Linked DNA regions of Zea mays: region 2 is linked to region 1. The links are chromatin contacts, called in public Hi-C maps. All regions are on one chromosome and are shown on one strand. The core of a region is the stretch at or near the end of the contact, and the rest is flanking DNA. Distances in the headings are between cores, read along the strand shown. Region 1 holds the start of LOC100273791. Region 2 holds the start of LOC100383701.

The links. Hi-C and Micro-C count contacts between places; a contact is called where the count stands out from the background.
Region 2: a Hi-C map of ear shows a contact between it and region 1, with 8 times the contacts expected there. The contact joins the promoter of LOC100383701 here to the promoter of LOC100273791 in region 1. A contact is called at or near these places in 7 of 25 Hi-C or Micro-C datasets (bundle sheath, ear, leaf and 2 more).

Annotation. Positions count from the first base shown.
Region 1 is chr6:161,215,266-161,218,037 of Zm-B73-REFERENCE-NAM-5.0, reverse strand. It overlaps LOC100273791, which reads right to left and starts at 1,250. Exons shown (of 3, transcript NM_001148193.1): 1 at 724-1,250. The coding sequence starts at 1,173. LOC100279460 reads left to right here and starts at 1,549. Exons shown (of 4, transcript NM_001360971.1): 1 at 1,549-2,370; 2 at 2,518-2,589. The coding sequence starts at 1,786.
Region 2 is chr6:161,355,649-161,358,348 of Zm-B73-REFERENCE-NAM-5.0, reverse strand. It overlaps LOC100383701, which reads right to left and starts at 1,360. Exons shown (of 12, transcript NM_001176338.1): 1 at 1,291-1,360; 2 at 938-1,019; 3 at 1-107. The coding sequence starts at 1,355. It also overlaps the pseudogene LOC103631543.

The DNA of each region.
Region 1 (2,772 bases), core at 1-2,500:
TGATACTGATGATTATTACTCAATTCTTGAAGGCAAGATAGACACATATGGCTTCAACCCTAAAAGTGTTCCGTGTCAGCTCAACATAAACTCCTAGATTGACATTGTTTTCTTTTCATAAGGCAAAAGCACACTGTCTCTCACAAAACATTCTGCTTTCTAACAGCATATGCTCCTAGGTGTTGTTGTCCTCGTCACCGATGTCCCTAGAGAATTTGATCTACCTACGTCTGCATCACGCAGGCAAGTGGACTTCAGCAGCTGTCTGGACATCTTCAATCCTTATGTTAGTGTAAATCTAAGTGTGATCAAGTGTTAATCTAAGCACTAGCTATTGTAATGGTAAGCTAAGCGATTAAGATCCTAAGTTTAAGGTTACTAGTTTATAATACTGTCTTCATTCATCTCGACTCTAAGATGCCTGAAATGCAGTGGCCTTAGGGGTCTGTTTAGTCCAAAGATGGACGGAATCATGGCAGAGGCAGAGGTTAGGGAGAGACACACGGGGTAGTCCCATTGCTGCACTGAAGATGTGCGGTGGTCCCTAGCCAACCTTATAAATTTAATGACTGAAATACTTGTATACCTAGCATTTCGACATTTTTACTGGTTTCCAGACATAGTGATCGTGTTAGATCAAACTTAATTGAGTACCAATGGGATCCTGTTCCATATAGCGGAACGAGTGTAGGTAAGAAAAAACCCATCGAGACGCTGGGATACCTTCTTGGCGGTGGCCGACCAGGAGAGGATGAGTCCGAGTAAGACGATGAAGAAGAAGGGGCCCCAGAGGTCCCAGTCGCGCAGAGCCTTGCCAGGGTCCTCGCGGAAGGGGTTGGGGAAGACAACGAGCTTGAGGTTGCTCACGATACGGGCGAGGTCGCGCTTGACGGTGTCCCAGACGGGCTCGGTGAGCGTGCTGGGCTCGGGGCCCAACCCGCTGGAGGCGATAGCGACAGTGATGGAGCCCGAGGCGGAGGTGGGTGCGGACACCGCTGCGGAGAATGGGAGCTTGGCGGCAGCAGTCTGTGGAGGCGCGTAGGCAGAGGAGGAGACGGGGATGGAGGCGCGCGGAGGGGAGGAGGGCCGCGCGGAGGGGAGGACGACGACCTGGGCGCGCGCGGCGTGGGCGTGGGCGTGGGCGTGGGCGTGAGTCGCCGCCATCTCGTCCATGTCGGACACGCCCGACGAGGAGTGGAGAGGGTGCGGCGACATGGCGGGCGGGTGGATCAGTGGAGGCGATCCATCCTTTCCTTCTCATGGGTTTACCACCACCGGACGCCGGCTAATTCAAGGAGGCCGGGAGAGGGGAGCGGAGGAAGGAACACGTGGAGTTCAGCGGGACGACGGAGCACCGGGACGAGGGATGCGCGAAACACACGTCGACGTTCGTGTTTTATTGGCGCGTTCGCTTGTCCGCTTTGCCATCTCTGATCTCGGGCGAACCACACATCACTGGACAGTTTCGACGGCCGTCAAGTACAGAGGACACGCAGAGAGCCGCAAAAGCACAGCCCGCGGCGCATGCGCCGATCCGAACCCAGAAATCTTCCATTCCAAGCTCTCAGAAGTCGCAGTCGCTTCGCTTCTCTCTCGTTCGCTCGGTTCCCCTCGTCTCGCTCTCGCCCGTCGCCCCTCCCGGGACAAGAAAGCAACGGAACATCGCGGAAAGCGAGAGCCGGCCTGACCTGTCCTCACTCGACCTGCGCTAGCCGACTGTCTGAAGTTTTGCCCCCCCTTTTCTCCTTCCCTTTTGGGCCGTGGGCCGGCCGCGCGCCCCGGCGCATGGCGTCGTCGCGGGTGATGGCGTCCTCGTCCCCGCCGCAGCACGCCGGCGCCGGCTCGTCCTCGGACCTAGCGCGATTCAGGAGCAGCGGCGGCATCGGATCCATGAACATGGACAACATTATGCGTGAAATCTACGGCCCCGAGGCCGTCAACGCCACCGTCAACGGCCGGGTGGAGCCCTCCCCGGCGGCCCCGGAGGCTGCTGCCCGGCGGACGTCGGAGGAGGTGTGGAAGGAGATCTCCGCCGCCGGGGGGCTCTCCGCTCCCGTCCTCCCTCCCCCTCCCGCCGCCAGCACCGGCGCCGGGGCCAGAGGCGGCGGCGGCGGCGCCTCGGAGATGACGCTGGAGGATTTCCTCGCCAGGGATTCCTGCGCCATGGCGGCGGTGATGGAGGGGGACATGGCGCTAGGGTTCCCTAACTGTGAAGGAGACGCGGCAGGGAGCGTGGCGGGGGAAGCAGGCGGCGGGAGGGGAAGCAGGAAGCGGGCTCTTCTGGATCCCGCGGACCGTGCCGTCATGCAGCGGCAGAAGCGCATGATCAAGAACCGAGAGTCCGCAGCGAGGTCTAGGGACAGGAAACAGGTAGTAAGGGGGGCTAAAAATTGAATTATCTCGGTGGCGCGCAGAATTTGATTGACTCTTGCGTGATTTTGAACTGTTCTCTGTGCGTACTTGGTTTTGGTTACTTGAGCATCTGAATTTGATGCTTTCGTTTGGTCCCATGTATAGGCCTATATCGCGGAGCTGGAATCGCAGGTTATGCAGCTGGAGGAGTATCAAGCGGAACTGTTAACGGAGCAGGTATTATTCTTGGTTCTGCAGTAAGGAAATGGTGTTGTACTGTTGTGACGCCCCGGTCCCCGGCCCACATCTTGTTCCCATTGCTTTATTCCAGAACATTTCATTGTACAAGCACTGTGTAACTGCCCAGCTGGTGATTCCGCGAATCGTAAGAGTTCACTGTGCAGCTGTGATAGTTGGGGT
Region 2 (2,700 bases), core at 111-2,610, 140 kb before region 1:
TTCTCCACAAATCCATAAGCTTTGAATACTTGATGTAGAACCTCCACCGTTATAGGATAGATCATGTGGTGGATAGTAACTAAGAGGATTCGGTTGGGTTCAGACTCCTGAGGCCAAGCAGCAGCAAGCACCGAGACAGAAAAGAGGAGATAGAAAGAAAAGAATAAATAGGGAGGAATGTGTATAACTAGTTGGAATACAAGAGACAGCAGATATGTGATACAATCTAACTCTATCTACAAGAGGAGGTAGAAAGATATAAACTACAGCTAAACATACTTACAATCAGTACACTTTTCTAACAATTAGTTGCACATGTCAATGACTTTTATAGAGATCTAGTTTTATCGCTGCTACATCATATGGAAACTTTTAAGAACCTTCTCCCATCCTTTCCATCATTACAAAACTAATAACCAAGCACAATTTTGTTATGAAATGGATTGCTGAAAATGGAGGGGACTACAAATCCTACTTCAAAACAAACCAGCCCAACCCCCAAAAAAACCACAAAAAACCTGTAGCCATGCCGGCAACTAAACCAATACCAGAGTCCCAAGAACTGATGTTTTACAGAGACATATTAAAAGAACGCAGTGCTACATTAACCAAAAATACGCTCACACACAAATAGTGGACCTAATAAGAAATATGATTGTTTTCGTGTTTTAAGTCAATGCACTATTGTTTTCATGCCTACATGTCAGATGTGGTTAATTAATTATCGTACAGCTTAATGCCAACAAAGGTCAATAAGAAAATAAAACAAAACATGATGCACTAATATGCATCAGTTACATACAGGGCCTATAGCATAATATCCAACATGCATTAGTTACAACCAAGGCCTATAGCATAAATGCATATATTGGTTCAGGTATAGACTATATTAGGAAATATAACAATAAACTTTATAAATTACATAATTATGGCATACCTGATCAGAATTCCTTCCATGCGAGCTCTGGTCTGTGGTAAGCTCTTGGTGAGATGAGAACTGCATGTAAACATTCCTTCCCCTAAAATGTAAAACATGATGCACAAAATAATAAATCACATATAGGATGGAATGTTAAACTCAATTGGTAAAAAGAGGTTGTACTTAATTTCAACACTTGTCGCAACAGAAAGTCCAAAAATATATCATCAGCATCCATAAATCTACACATTATCTATCAGCCATATGACCATGCTACTTGGCTGCTTACACTGTAATACATGTATGGATATCTCTTTTGGAGCCCTTGGCATCCATAAAGCATTGCAGCCAATACGCATAGACCAAATTACCTTATGCTAGGTTGAACGGAAGTGTAATATTGCAGCGCACTCACGGAAGCATGTATGTCTTCCATCTGCAGAAGAGTCTGAGCCTCGAAACAAGCACAAGTAAGCAATACCTATAGTCAATCTACTCAGTCAAGTGCTGGAATTAAGAAATAACCCACTTGGTTCTTGGCACGCAACATGACGATCTTGGAGACCACGCCGAACGGCTGCAGCAGCTGAAGGAGATCAGACTGCAAACACAACGGCAGGGGAGCGGTGGGAGAATAGCTAATAATCAAATCTTTCGCATAAACCAAACAATCGGATTAAAATTTGACCCCAGAAAGAACAAAGCCCAAAAGATTAAAGATTTCCCATTAACTGATCCCCTACATACCTCGGCAATCTCGTGCCCGACGTTGCGGATGTGGATTACCTTGGAAGGCTCCGACATCCTCCCGCACTGTAACACAGGCAGCAGCCAATATACACCACGAAATTGGTCGTATGGAAGGTCCCGAACCAATCGAGGAAACGGGGAGAAGAGAGATCTAGAGCCAAAGCTCTAATCTCCGGGCAAGAAACGTTACCTCGTAGAGGGTTTAAGAGGGAGAGGGATCTAGGGTTTTGCCGTCGACTGCCGCTGCGGGAAGAGAGAGGAGAGGCGGGGAAGAGAGAGGGAGGGGGGAGAGTAGGGTAGGGAAGTGGAGGGGTAGGTCAGTAGGTGGCGGGGAAGGAAATAGTGGGCGGTAGACGGTAGTAACTACTAGTAGCAGTGGCAACGACTGCTGCAATTCAGGTTAAAATTATCTCTATTCTTCGTTACTGTCCTGTTTGTTTAGGGTTTATGGATGAAATTATAAATTGAATTATGATGAAATATTATATATAAGTTGAATTATGATGAAATATTATATATAAGTTGAATTATGATGAAAGAGGATTATTAATGCTACAAGGGGTAGCCTGCCTCCCTTGTGTTCTGACTTCCGACGATCTTAACCGTCTATTCTCTCCCGCCTCTGTTTTGGTCGTCCGTCCGATACTGCCCACGCCCGCGTGTGTCTCCTTGCTCATCGCCCACCACTCTCTCGTCCACGCGAGCAACCCCTGCAACCCATTGATCTGGACGATCCGTATCGTGTGTATCGCCCAGGCTTCTGCCCGCCTCCCCCCACACCCAATCCCCAACCTCCCCTCGCCTCCCCTGACCTCGCTCCCGAACGGCTCGCCCCGCATCTACCGCGTGCCAGCCGCCCTCGCTCTCGTTCAGTCCGTCTCCCCCCTCTCTCCATCCAAAGCCTGTGCGTTGTCGCCCCGCCGCCGGGCGCGCCCTCGTTCTCCTACCTGGCCGTGTTCTCCAACTGCTCGCTCATCGTCGCGGTGCTCACCTTCGCCATCGCGCAGTCCATCAAGGTCCTCACCACCTGG